Linked DNA regions of Mus musculus: region 1 is linked to region 2. The links are chromatin contacts, called in public promoter capture Hi-C maps. All regions are on one chromosome and are shown on one strand. The core of a region is the stretch at or near the end of the contact, and the rest is flanking DNA. Distances in the headings are between cores, read along the strand shown.

Evidence for each region. Promoter capture Hi-C pulls out the DNA fragments that hold promoters and counts their contacts.
Region 1: a promoter capture Hi-C map of embryonic stem cells shows a contact between it and region 2, with 4 times the contacts expected there. The contact joins the enhancer-like site here to the promoter of Shox2 in region 2. A contact is called at or near these places in 2 of 39 promoter capture datasets (embryonic stem cells and liver), 1 of 484 Hi-C or Micro-C datasets (palatal mesenchyme), 7 of 115 datasets of contacts at active chromatin or transcription factors (astrocytes, bone marrow-derived macrophages, embryonic midbrain and 4 more) and 1 of 9 other capture datasets (embryonic stem cells).

The regions. Positions count from the first base shown.
Region 1 is chr3:65,971,591-65,977,361 of GRCm38.p6, reverse strand. No RefSeq gene overlaps it. Among named protein-coding and RNA genes, the nearest start is that of Ccnl1, 16 kb to the right of the region's middle. Within about 2 kb of position 2,796, at least 437 of the 459 cell types and tissues checked have an H3K27ac peak or open chromatin away from gene starts, as enhancers often do. A contact at or near this core is called in astrocytes, bone marrow-derived macrophages, embryonic stem cells and 5 more, where this site is marked.
Region 2 is chr3:66,977,599-66,983,323 of GRCm38.p6, reverse strand. Shox2 (short stature homeobox 2) reads left to right here and starts at 1,553. Exons shown (of 5, transcript NM_001302357.1): 1 at 1,553-2,113; 2 at 4,930-5,138. The coding sequence starts at 1,768. It also overlaps a transcript of Rsrc1 not described here.

The DNA.
Region 1 (5,771 bases), core at 1,547-4,046, 1.0 Mb after region 2:
ACCCCCACTCCTCCCCACCCCCTTTATTTATTTATTTTTTCTGTTTTCATTATCCAGCTACCAACTATCATTAAAAATCAACATTTTTGATTTATGAGTTAGGACGTCAAGCCAACACTATTATATTTTAGTTAACGACTACCTGTTTTACATTAGACATTAGCTTCTCTTTTTTAAATTACATATTATTTTGTAGGATGGGAGCACACTCATGTGGAGGTCAGAGGACAACTTGTGGGAGTCCGTTTTCCCCTTCCACCATATGGGGTCCAGGATCAAACTCAGGTTGTCACACAAGTGCTGTTAATTACTTCTGAGGTAGCTCGAGTTGCAACTTGATTTAAATCCCTGGAGGAAACACATCACAAACGTGTGTTTCCCACAATAACTGTTTTTAATTTGGAATTCCGTTTTCTAACATTTCAAACCACTGTTCATCCCGCTGGACTTTCTCCTGTTCTAGATTCTAAGTAATTTACACTTAGAATCCCCACTTCCCATTCCAAGCTGGCCCACCTCTCCCTCTCCATCCACCCAGGCACTCTCCTTTCACCGAACATCCACAGTAGAAAGTGGGAAGCATCTCTGTCAAAGGCTTCACCCATGTTAAGGGAGGCCTTAACTGAGCTAAAGCCCCAGCCTCCATATGCATGTGAACTTTTTGTCCCTGCTCAAAACAACAACAGCAACAACAACAACAACAAAAAAAAAACCCTCCTCAAAAAACAGTGGCCTGTGGGAGCTCAGAGAGCCCTGAGGAAGAGGAGGAAGGATTGTAGGCCCCAGAGGGGTCAAGGACACCATGAGAACACAGCCCACAGATCAACTAAACAGGGCTTGTTGAGGCTCAGAGACTGGAGCGACAATCAGGAAGCCTGTATGGGTCTGAGTTAGGTCCTCTGTATAAATGTTATGATTGTTAACAGCGGGAGTGGGACTGTCCCTGACTCTTGTCGGCCCTTAGGACCCTTCTCCTAGTGGAATTCCTCCTCTAGCTGTGATCTGAGGGTCTGTGCCCAGTCTTATTGCAACTTGTGTGTAACTTGTTATGCCAAGTTCTGTTGATATCCCTGGGAGGCCTGCTTTTTTTCTCAAGGGAAACAGAAGCAATGGATCTAGGGGAGAGGGGAGACTGGGAGAAGCGGAGAGAGGGGAAACTGTTCTGTACAGTATAAGAGAATAATTTTTAAATGGCCTGTACTAGGCCAGAATACAACCAACTGAATATAAAAATGGAATCAGTTACATCAATTCCACATCTCCAAATCTAAACTGATCTTCCCAAGAGTCTGGAGCAAGTTCCTGACTGGTCGGTCTCAACAGGAACCAGTCAGTTCTCTCTATTCTAACACTAAAGGCGACCTGAAGTAAAATAATGTTAACCAATTAGGTTTGGGGGTTTTGTCTGCTTGTTTTTGTCAACTGTCAGAATTCCACTCCTGCCTTACAAGAACAGTCACTGTGAAATGTCTAATCGGTTTGCTCTTTCACGGGTCATCAGCACTCCATTCTTCATAAAACTAACTTATTCTGCCTCCGTCTATCAGAACACCCATTTTATAGATGAAATGTTGCCCAATTCTAGACTTATACACAAAACAACTATATGAAAATTCTTTGTCTTTTGACACCCTTATGAACATGTTTTCTTTAACCCTGCAATTTAGGTTTGTGGGGATTTAAAGGGCAGGATAAAAAGGACAGCTCAATCATCAGGAAAGCAGCCAAAGATCTGATAGTGTTGAAAACAAAACAAAGGAAGTGGCAATAGGGAGGGGAGTCGAGACAAAAGGGAATTTAGGAAGTGAACTAATAACAGTAGTAAAGAGAAAAAAGACAAAAGCAGGCAGAGCCTGGGTGGGGGTGGGGCACACTCAGACACCGCTTATTTAAAGGCGCCTTATTCAAGTTGGCCTGAAGGCGGTGGCTTTTGTTCACTTAAATTAGCCTTCTGGCCTTTTTAAGACAATTAACTATTCTCTAAAACTCAGCTGCTTTTCATGTCCAGCCTTTCAAGACGCAATACTTGGATAGGACAATCCAAAAGAAAATTAAAAATTACATTAATCTTTTCAAGCTAGGCTAAGGTGTCTTATCCCAGCCTTCTTACAGAAAGCCTCCACGCTCTCTCCAGTTTAGAGGGAAGGCATAAATACAGCTCAACGTTTCCAAATACATCTAATTGACCTATTTTCTTGTTGTTTCCTTTCAACGGAAGCCCCCAGCTTGGGAGGGGATTAATAATAGTTTCACACAAGAAATGGGTACATTTAAAGTTTGAAGAAACTCTAAAAACTGTTCAATTTAAGTGCTTGGAGGCCAAGGCACAGGAGAAGCAACTGGTCACTCAGCCCACCCCCGAGGCCCACGGCCAGACTGGATAAGGACTCGGCTATTGGCGTCACAGGAGGCTGGCGCTGCGGGGACCAGAAGAGGAGCAGCGTCAGCGCTCGCAGGGACAGAAGCCAGAGAGCGAGTTAGACACGCCCACAGGATGGGAGGAGGGCGCCGCGCGAGCGGGTGGGCGGGGCTAGATGACGGCTTCCGGTTTGTGCACTTCCGCTCCACCCGGTTCTCTCCCCCGCCCAGCGCGGCTCCCTGCTGGCTTTCCCAGAAACTGATCAGTGGACACTCCTCGGGGCTGGATGAGTCCCAACCCGAAACTTGTTAGTCCCAGCGTATGCTCTCTGGCGGAAAAGCCGCGGCTTTTCCTAGCTGGGGCAGGGGACACTAACGTCGCTTGTCTGCCGCTCTGCGGTACCACGTGGTCAGCGAGTTGGGTGGAGGTGGGGGGGAAGGAGTTGCCCTGCCTCCCCCAGTTCCCTGGGGCACAGTGCGGCTGTCCAGTCCTGATCTCTCCAGTGCCCTATTGAGTTGTGGTGACGAAGGTCTTACCAGGCTCCCGTAAACCTTGTTAATATCTTCGTAATGACCTGTTTACAAAATTCACTTGCCCCAGAACATTTACCAGCTTTCCTATCAAGAAGATAAAGAACATGTGATGTCATGGCCTTGGCATTTTGAATGTTCCCAAACGCTTTACTGGAGAGCAGAAACAGCTTTCTCTCCCACAGTCCACGTTGGGACTGAGTGTCCGCAAATCCCACACAACACACTAGAAAATAGCATGCTTTACCAATACTATAGGCTGACGTCTAGGTGTCGAGGTTTTAAGTTTAAAGCCGAGCCACGCTGACTACCTATAGTAAAATTGGCATTATAAACGAGTCACTACAGTACCTACAATTATATTTATTTATTTTTTTTTCTCTTTTCAAGACAGGGTGTTTCTATTTCTGGATGCTCTGGGGCTCTGTAGACCAGGGTGGCTGAAACTCAGAGATCTAGCATGCCTCTGTCTCCCAAGTGCTGGGATTTAAAGGCTTGAGCCATCACCACTCGACTGAAATCTTAAAATTTAGGTGTAAACTGTCCTTTTATCTAAATACAAAATAGTAATCCAGCCAGCACTCCACTGATCTCCGGGAACACTGTAACTAGAAACTTGGTTGCTTCTGAGAATCCAAAGATACACATGAAAACAGTGTGAACTACCAAAAGCAATTTTGTTCGTATTCCAATGTACTCATTTCTAAAGTAGCTGAAAAACTTAGGAATGTAAACACCTCTAAATTGTTTATTGACTGGTAGAAAAAAAAATCTTGTTTGTGATGGTTTGGAGGAGCAGTAGATGAGCAACATCTGTTTCTGAAGTATGTATGCCACTAGACAGAAACAAAATAGCCATCACCAATGCAGGACTTTTCTCTCCAGTGAGGTCAATGTTACAGTGTTTACAACTAAGTCCAACTAAAATTTCTTGCAAAGTACCCTCTGATGTGTTTTCAGGAAGTCTTTTCCTTTAGTTACAAAATGAGTATTGTTCAGTATGATGTCACAGTCCTTCCTAAGCTGCAATGTTAGCCTAGTTGCTGTCACAAAAAAGATTTTGGGGGGGGGGGGGGTGAGAATCAGGAAAAATATTTTAGAAACAGCCCATGTTACTACCCAAGTCAGTGACTGCCGTGTCAAAAGTAAATCTCTTATTTTGCAAAGTTAAAACTGAACAACCAAAATTTTTTTAATTAACCCTATTAACAGAATCTTTTAAAAATTTCTACATTCTCATTCCATACGCTCAACCAACGGAGGAAAGATGAAAGGAGTCAGCTTGTCAAATCTGTAATAAATAATTTACATGTAACATGGACTAATTAAGGAAGAGTAAAGAAGCCAGCTCCACTCCTTTCTTTGATGGACAGATCTCTAGATCAACACATACAGCAATTAAGCATATCTCTTAACTAGATCAGTTGTTTAGAGGCTTTGGGAATTTTTAGAAAAGATGGTCCTTGTAGGCTTCAAGGTAAGTGCAGGCCTTTGTAGAGGCTAGGTTATATTCTTAAAGCACTAGGTTGTGCTTTGAACCCAGGCTGGAGAGAATATTGATCTCACTCAGTGGTTCCTCAACCTTCCTAATGCTACAACCCTTTATTACATTCTTCATGTTGTGGTGACCCCCCCAACTATAAAATTATTTTCATTGCTACATTATACTGTAAATGTGCTGCTGTCATAAATTATAATGTAAATATCTCTATTTTCTGATGGTTTTAGGCAACTCTGAAGGGGTCTCAACCCACAGGTTGAGAACCATTGCGCTAAATCCTCTCATGAAGAATAAATTATACAGTCCACAGAGAAACTGGAAATGAGCCTTGGTCTGACCTTAGGTGGAACTATGTCTATTCATGGTAAAGGGACACTTTTGTCATCGACATATGCCGGTGGCCAAAATTCCTTCCAGGGGTAGAAATGGCTTCCCTAATCCACAAGGGAAGCCAGGAAGTCTTCTCTTTCAGTGGGGAAACTATCAGATTCCACATTGTGTGGGGAGAACAAAGTCCCACATGCTGTCCTCCCACCTCCACTCTCATGCCATGCCCTGCCCCCCCCCCACACACACACACACACACGCAGAGCTCTATGTAAGGTCAAAAAAATCATGCCATAAATAGTTAAAATTTTGACAATGTAAAGGTACCAGCCTAGTGAGATGACTCAGCGGTTTAAACTGCTCGCTATGCAAACGTGAAGACTGGAGTTGAGCCAGGCAGTGGTGGCCCACAGCTTTAATCCCAACATTTGGGAGGCAGAAGCAGGCAGATCTCTGAGTTCAAGGCAGGCTTGGTGGAGAGTTCCAGAACAGCCAAATTAACTCAATATCTTGCCGCCTGATGGAAACCATGTGTGCAGGCACAGCATCTTTGGAGTAGTCCTGGAAAAAATGTTTAACGTAAATCTAGTAATAGGGAAACAATCAACCAAATCCAAATGGATTTTTCCATGTACTCATGAAAGCAAAATAACACAGTAAACTAGGGGACTCCTTCTTGGGGCTCAGAAATTGCCACAAAAACCATAAGAACACCAATCTCAGTTAATCAAGAATAGTTTATTGAACCTACATCCCAGTACTGAGCAGATCAGGAACACAAAAAGGGATCAGGAACCTAATTGTGGTACCAGTCTGTTCTCAGGCTTATAAAGGAAAATATTGCAAAACCACAGTAAGTTCATACACAGGTGCAGGAAGTTGCCCAGTCAGCGGTCAGTTCTGACTCAAGCCGTTTTAGACAGAACTGTTCATATTGACCTTTGATTTGATGGGTCCTAAGTGAAGCTTTGTGGACTTTCTTAAGATTAACAAAAGTCATATAGAACATACTAAATATAACAGGCGATATGGTCAGCAAAACCTAGCTCTGAGT
Region 2 (5,725 bases), core at 304-2,803:
TGTGTGAGCAAATAAGTATTTGCATAGCTACAAATCACACAGCAAGCCGTGGCTTAGAGGAGACAGTCATGTCCCCCCCCCCCATATAATTAAGAGTTTTTATAAAATAATTGTCAAATATACAGTTTTTAAGTTATAAATCAGAAAGAGAGTTGTTTTCCCCCCTCCAAAGAGTGAGTCTTTTTTTCACAGTCCACGGTAAACAAAAATTAGTCGAGCGACAAGCAACATCGGTAATTTTTTCCGCAGAACTCAAAAAGTAGTCATCTTTTGTTTTTCAGAATTAGGAAATCGAACTAGAATGCCCCCCAAGATGCTAAATAATTAAGGGCAGGGTGCAGGGAGTTGTTAGGAAAAGGAGTAAGAACCCTTAGACCTCATAGAGAAAATCGAAATGGAACTGCGCCTGACCGGGCTGTAAGAAAATACCTTAAGACCGAATCTGGCAGAGAACAGCTGCTCAGGAAACAAGTTAAATCGACCAACCCCTTCTAGCGGGATGTGTCTTTATGGGAGTCAGCTTTGACTCCAAAGTAGTAGAGTGAATTACAGGGACCAGTACTCAGTGAGGCTGGCTGCGCGTTCGGAAGATCCTAAAAGGAGGTGAAGCCTTCCGAGGTGCTGCAATGAAGCCCCATTCGCAGCAGGCGCGTGAAGACCGGATGCACCGCTGTGCAGCTGCAGCGGCTTGGAGCAAGAAAGGGTGCAGGAACGGAATACTGGAATGGTTGCTAGGCCTATTAACCATAGAGAGCCCGATACTGGGCCAGAGACCAGGGGTCATCATTGTAGGGTCGAGCAGTTGGGATGCCCACCCAGAGCGAGGCTGTAGGGTCGGGTACTCTCTGAGGATACCCACTGACTCTGATTGCAATGCACTTGTCAGTTTCCTCTTGGCCCCGCCTCCGAGAAGTCTATCCAGTTCCCCAGTGTTTTACTAAGTCGTGACACCAACGCAAAATCCACGCTTAATTAAATTAATTAGGGATTCTTGTCAATCCTGGATTAATGGCCAAGAGCACCAGCGGCCGAGGCTATCAGAAAACCCGACCGCTGAGGACCTGCCTCCTCTCCCCGCCCCCTCTGGTCCCCTGCTTGCCCTCCCTCTCCAGCCCGGTGGACTCCAGCCTGGATCCTCCATCCTCAATATTCATATTCATATTCTCTCTCTCTCTCTCTCTCTCTCTCTCTCTCTCTCTCTCTCTCTCTCTCTCTCTCTCTCTCTCTCTCGTCCCCACTCCCTCTCCTCCCCACCCCAGGTAGTGGCGCTCCTGCTACCCGCGAAGGGGTTCACTAGGAGTTGCGAGGGGAGGTAATTTACTCAGAACAAGAGGCCCGCCTTTAGGAAGTATAAATAGTGAGACTTCAAGAGCTGCGTCGCTATCAGATCTGAACTCTCCGCAGGAAGAATTGTCAAAGATCTTAACATTGAACACGCGCACTCCGGCAGGGAAGCATCAGTTCCCATTTCCCTCTGGCGGCCCCCGCCCCTTCCCTCCTCCCCCCTCTCCCCCTTTACCCCCTCCTTCCTCCTCCTCCTCCTCGTCCTCCTCCTCCTCTTACTTCTTTTTCTCCTTCTACTTCTCCTCTTCTTTCTTCTCCTCTTTTTCTTCTTCCTCCTCCTCCCTCTCCTCCCCCATCCCCCTGCCCCATTGATGTGTTATTATTGGGGGGGCTGGAGCAGTAAAAAAAGAAGGAGGAAAAAAAGAGCGGGGCTCGGCAGGGAGAGCTTGAGCGCGAGGTTGACCGGCGGCGGCAGCGGCCGCGATGGAAGAACTTACGGCGTTCGTCTCCAAGTCTTTTGACCAGAAAGTGAAGGAGAAGAAGGAGGCCATCACGTACCGGGAGGTGCTAGAGAGCGGGCCGCTGCGCGGGGCCAAAGAGCCCGGTTGCGTCGAGCCGGGCCGCGACGACCGCAGCAGCCCGGCAGTCCGGGCGGCCGGCGGAGGCGGCGGCGCGGGAGGAGGCGGAGGCGGAGGCGGAGGAGGCGGAGGAGGTGCTGGAGGAGGAGGAGCAGGCGGAGGAGCTGGAGGAGGGCGCTCTCCCGTCCGGGAGCTGGACATGGGAGCCGCGGAGCGGAGCAGGGAGCCCGGCAGCCCGCGGCTGACGGAGGGTAACGGCCTGCCCCCGGCCGCGGTTCCCCTTACTGCCTTCCCTTATCCTCGGGGCGGGAGAGGACCCGGGACCCGAGCGGGAGGAGGGCGGCATCGCAGAGGGCCCTGGACCCCAGCTTTGGGAGATACCGGGATAGTGGAGGGGTAGGAGGCCAGACTGCTCCGTCGTGGGTGGGGTCCTCGCGTGGGGGAGGGCGTGGGGTTTCGCGCACCCTTCTCTGTCGCTCCGGTTGCACCGAAATATGTTTTTCGCGAGCGGGAGGATGGGGCCGCGCTGCGGGACGGCGAAGTTTGTGTGGCCCGCGGCGAGAAGGGGTGCGGCAGGGGCTCACTAGGAGGCCGGTTGTAACTAGCCCGTAGTCCCGAGTTTGCCAGAACCCCTTTCCTAAGCCTAAAGGAGAGAAGGGGAGGGGAGAGAAAGAGGAGAGCCACACGACATTGCCCTTCTTTAGATTTGCCATCAAAACCACTGTAACTCTGCAAAGCCCCCAAATCTCCGGATCTTGGGGACCAAACTTCACATTCTTACTGAACAGTTAAGGTAGGAGCCAGCCAAAGGTCCAGGCCAAGGTGATTCCCTCTCGGTGGAGGAATTGAGGAGTAGAGGGTGGGGGACGACGACGAGGACACTACATACACAATTTCTTTACTGGCTAGAATCGTGCAGTACTTTAGGAGAGAGAGAGAAAGAGATGGAGAGAGAGAGAGAGAGAGAGAGAGAGAGAGAGAGAGAGAGAGAGAGAGAGAGACTTTTGGAGAGAGCAGTGTTAGAAAAAGGCTTTATCTAACCGGTGAAGCGTCCATCAACTCAAAGTTAAAAATTAATTTGGCACTCGGTACTGCAGTAACTGGTGTGCTGCCATATTTTTCCAATTAAGAAAATATGTGGCATGCGTAGAATCACAAATTTAAGCAAGCAATTAACTTGTTTATAACACGGTCTGTTCCTGTTTAGGCCATTAAGTGGAAAGTTGGGGGCGAAAGAGACATTATATTAAGTCTATTAATCAACTTGAAATTTGGATTTGTTTTCCTTTGAAGCCCCTAAACTTTGAGGGGAATCCACTCTGGGGGTGACAACAGACAAAGCCAGTCCACCTTCCCATCTGAAGAATATATGTTCCTGTTTAAATTTTACTAAGATGTTAGTGAGATTGTCCTAGTAATGTTTTCTATTAAATTGACCCCTAATGTTTGCTGTGACCTTATCTACTTCCTTCCCGGAGGAAGAACAAACGTCCACAAAATGAACTCTGAGAAGCAGAAATACAGGCAATAAATAAGGTTACTGTATAGAATGCCAAGCTGGGGCAAGATGGGGCGCTTTGCCTTCACCGAGATCCCGGCCGGCCGTGTTCCCCTAAATTTAGAACGTGATAGGGTAAAATGATAAAGGGGCCCCCAGAGTAACCCTTCAAGGTTCATAGCTCTGAGACTCGGGTTACATAGCCCTGGCAAGCCTGGGTGAGCCAGTTGCTGGGGTTGTTGATTTCCAAGCTCTGGGCAAGTGTTAATTTCTTTGTAGCTTGGCTCTTTCGACTTAATTTTTTCCCCTCTGTGTTGATCCGGTTCCTGGGTTGGGAGGAATCAAAAACAGCCTCTACTATCTAAACTTAGCTTTGACAGTGGACATCCATCTCCAAATCATGCAGAGGATGAAGGTTGGGTGGACCTTGTATTGATATGGGCCTGACTTTGACTGTCCTCATCATTGCCTTTTGACATACATATATACCACCCCTCGTGTGGCTCTATTTGCTCACACTGCCAGAGCTCCTATCTTTTACATGGAAGGACAGCAAAGTAGCAACGAATGTGAGGGGGAAAATGCATATTTTATTAAACATCCGAGCGGCTGGATGCATGAAAAGGTTTTGAACAGCCAATAGAAACCGAGGAATGTTCTGCTTGAACCTGTTGATCTCAGTGGGTTTAAGCCTTTAGGGTCGATCCTTGGTTTCCACCGGGGAGGGAGAAGGAGAGGACAGATGCAGCGGTGGGTTTTGCTGACCACCAGAGTCTGTCTGATTTGCCGCCTCTACCCTTCTGGCCCAGCGTGGGCGGCCAGTCATCCAGGCCGCCAACATGGCGTGGTTGCCTGTGCCAATCCGACCCGAGTCTGGCAGGGAGCACAGGGACTGCCTAGTTGCTGATGGAACCATCCGTAGGGGTCTGGTCCGAGCCCTTGGGTACCCGGGGACGTGGCTTTCGGCGCAGCGCTGTACCAGAATCTCGTTTTCCTGCTGCAACCTTTCAGCGGGCCCAGTTGTTCCTAAATTAGACCAGCAAGTTTGCGGGAGGCAAAGGGCCAGAGGCAGCAGAGGCTGGCGGGACAGCGGAACAGCCCTCTGGGGATAGCTGGCGTGCGAGGCCATCGCGTGGCCTTGCCGCGCCCTTTAACCGAGACCGGGCTCTGGGAGAGGCCCGCGCAGCGCTTTTGATTTCCGTGAGTGCGTGGGTCAGTGAGTGCCATAGGGTCAGGAATGCATTTGGTGTTGACAGAAGGGAAGGGAACAGGTAGTGAGAGGGTAAGCTAAGACCCCAGTTGAGTTGGGTAGCCGCGTGCCCACCTTGTCCCCAGGCAGCTATACAGACGAGACTTTGCGGGTCTCAGAGACCCCATCCTCTCTCCAGGTCTTCACAGGGATCCCGCGCTCCCAGGGTTTAGGAGTCTCTAGCCTTCTGGAAAAATCTGGTAATGAGACTGTCTTGCTTTTTTTTTTTTTTTTTGTTCGTGTGTGTGTGTGTGTGTGTGTGTGTGTGTGGTGGTGCGTGCTCCGACGCACGTGTGGTCCTTCCGTGGTGCCCTCTTCAGTGTCCCCTGAACTGAAGGATCGCAAAGACGATGCGAAAGGGATGGAGGACGAAGGCCAGACCAAAATCAAGCAGAGGCGAAGTCGGACCAATTTTACCCTGGAACAACTCAACGAGCTGGAGAGGCTTTTCGATGAGACCCACTATCCAGACGCTTTCATGCGCGAGGAATTGAGCCAGCGACTGGGGCTCTCTGAGGCCCGAGTACAGGTACCCCCATTGCGAGGAGGTGGAGGCTGGGTCCTGAAAGTCAGAGTGCTATACCTAATGTTTGCGGGGAAGCTGCAGGTGTCTGGTGTGAGATGAAAAAAAAAGGGGGGGGACATCTTTTCTAAAGATCTTATTTTCTAAAATGGGTTTTGATCCCGTAGCCCCTTTCACTCCTAAGCCAACATATGTTCGCTGAAAAAGAAAGCTGTGCTGGGCTTGCTCCCAGAGTTTCTATTAACCACACCCCCCTAGCCCCTCGCTGTCTTTAATGTGGTTTAATCCTAATGGGCCTACTTTTATAAGCCTTAAAAAAAATGCCATAGAAAACGTTTTATCTCTGAAGCCTTAAAAGTTACAACGAGTATTTTGCTCTCTGGAGTTGGGTTTCGTTGAGGGTCTAGGTTTGCCAAACGGATATACCAATTAGGTTTATGGATGTACAGACTATAAAGAAAATTAGCATCTGTTAAGTGCAAAAATTTACAGTGTACTGCTAGCGGATCGGTCTCTAACTGAGCGAGAAACAGAGGGCATAGAATATGTTTGCCCACCCTTTGTTCCTCCACTTAACCAACGCAAAGAACCTG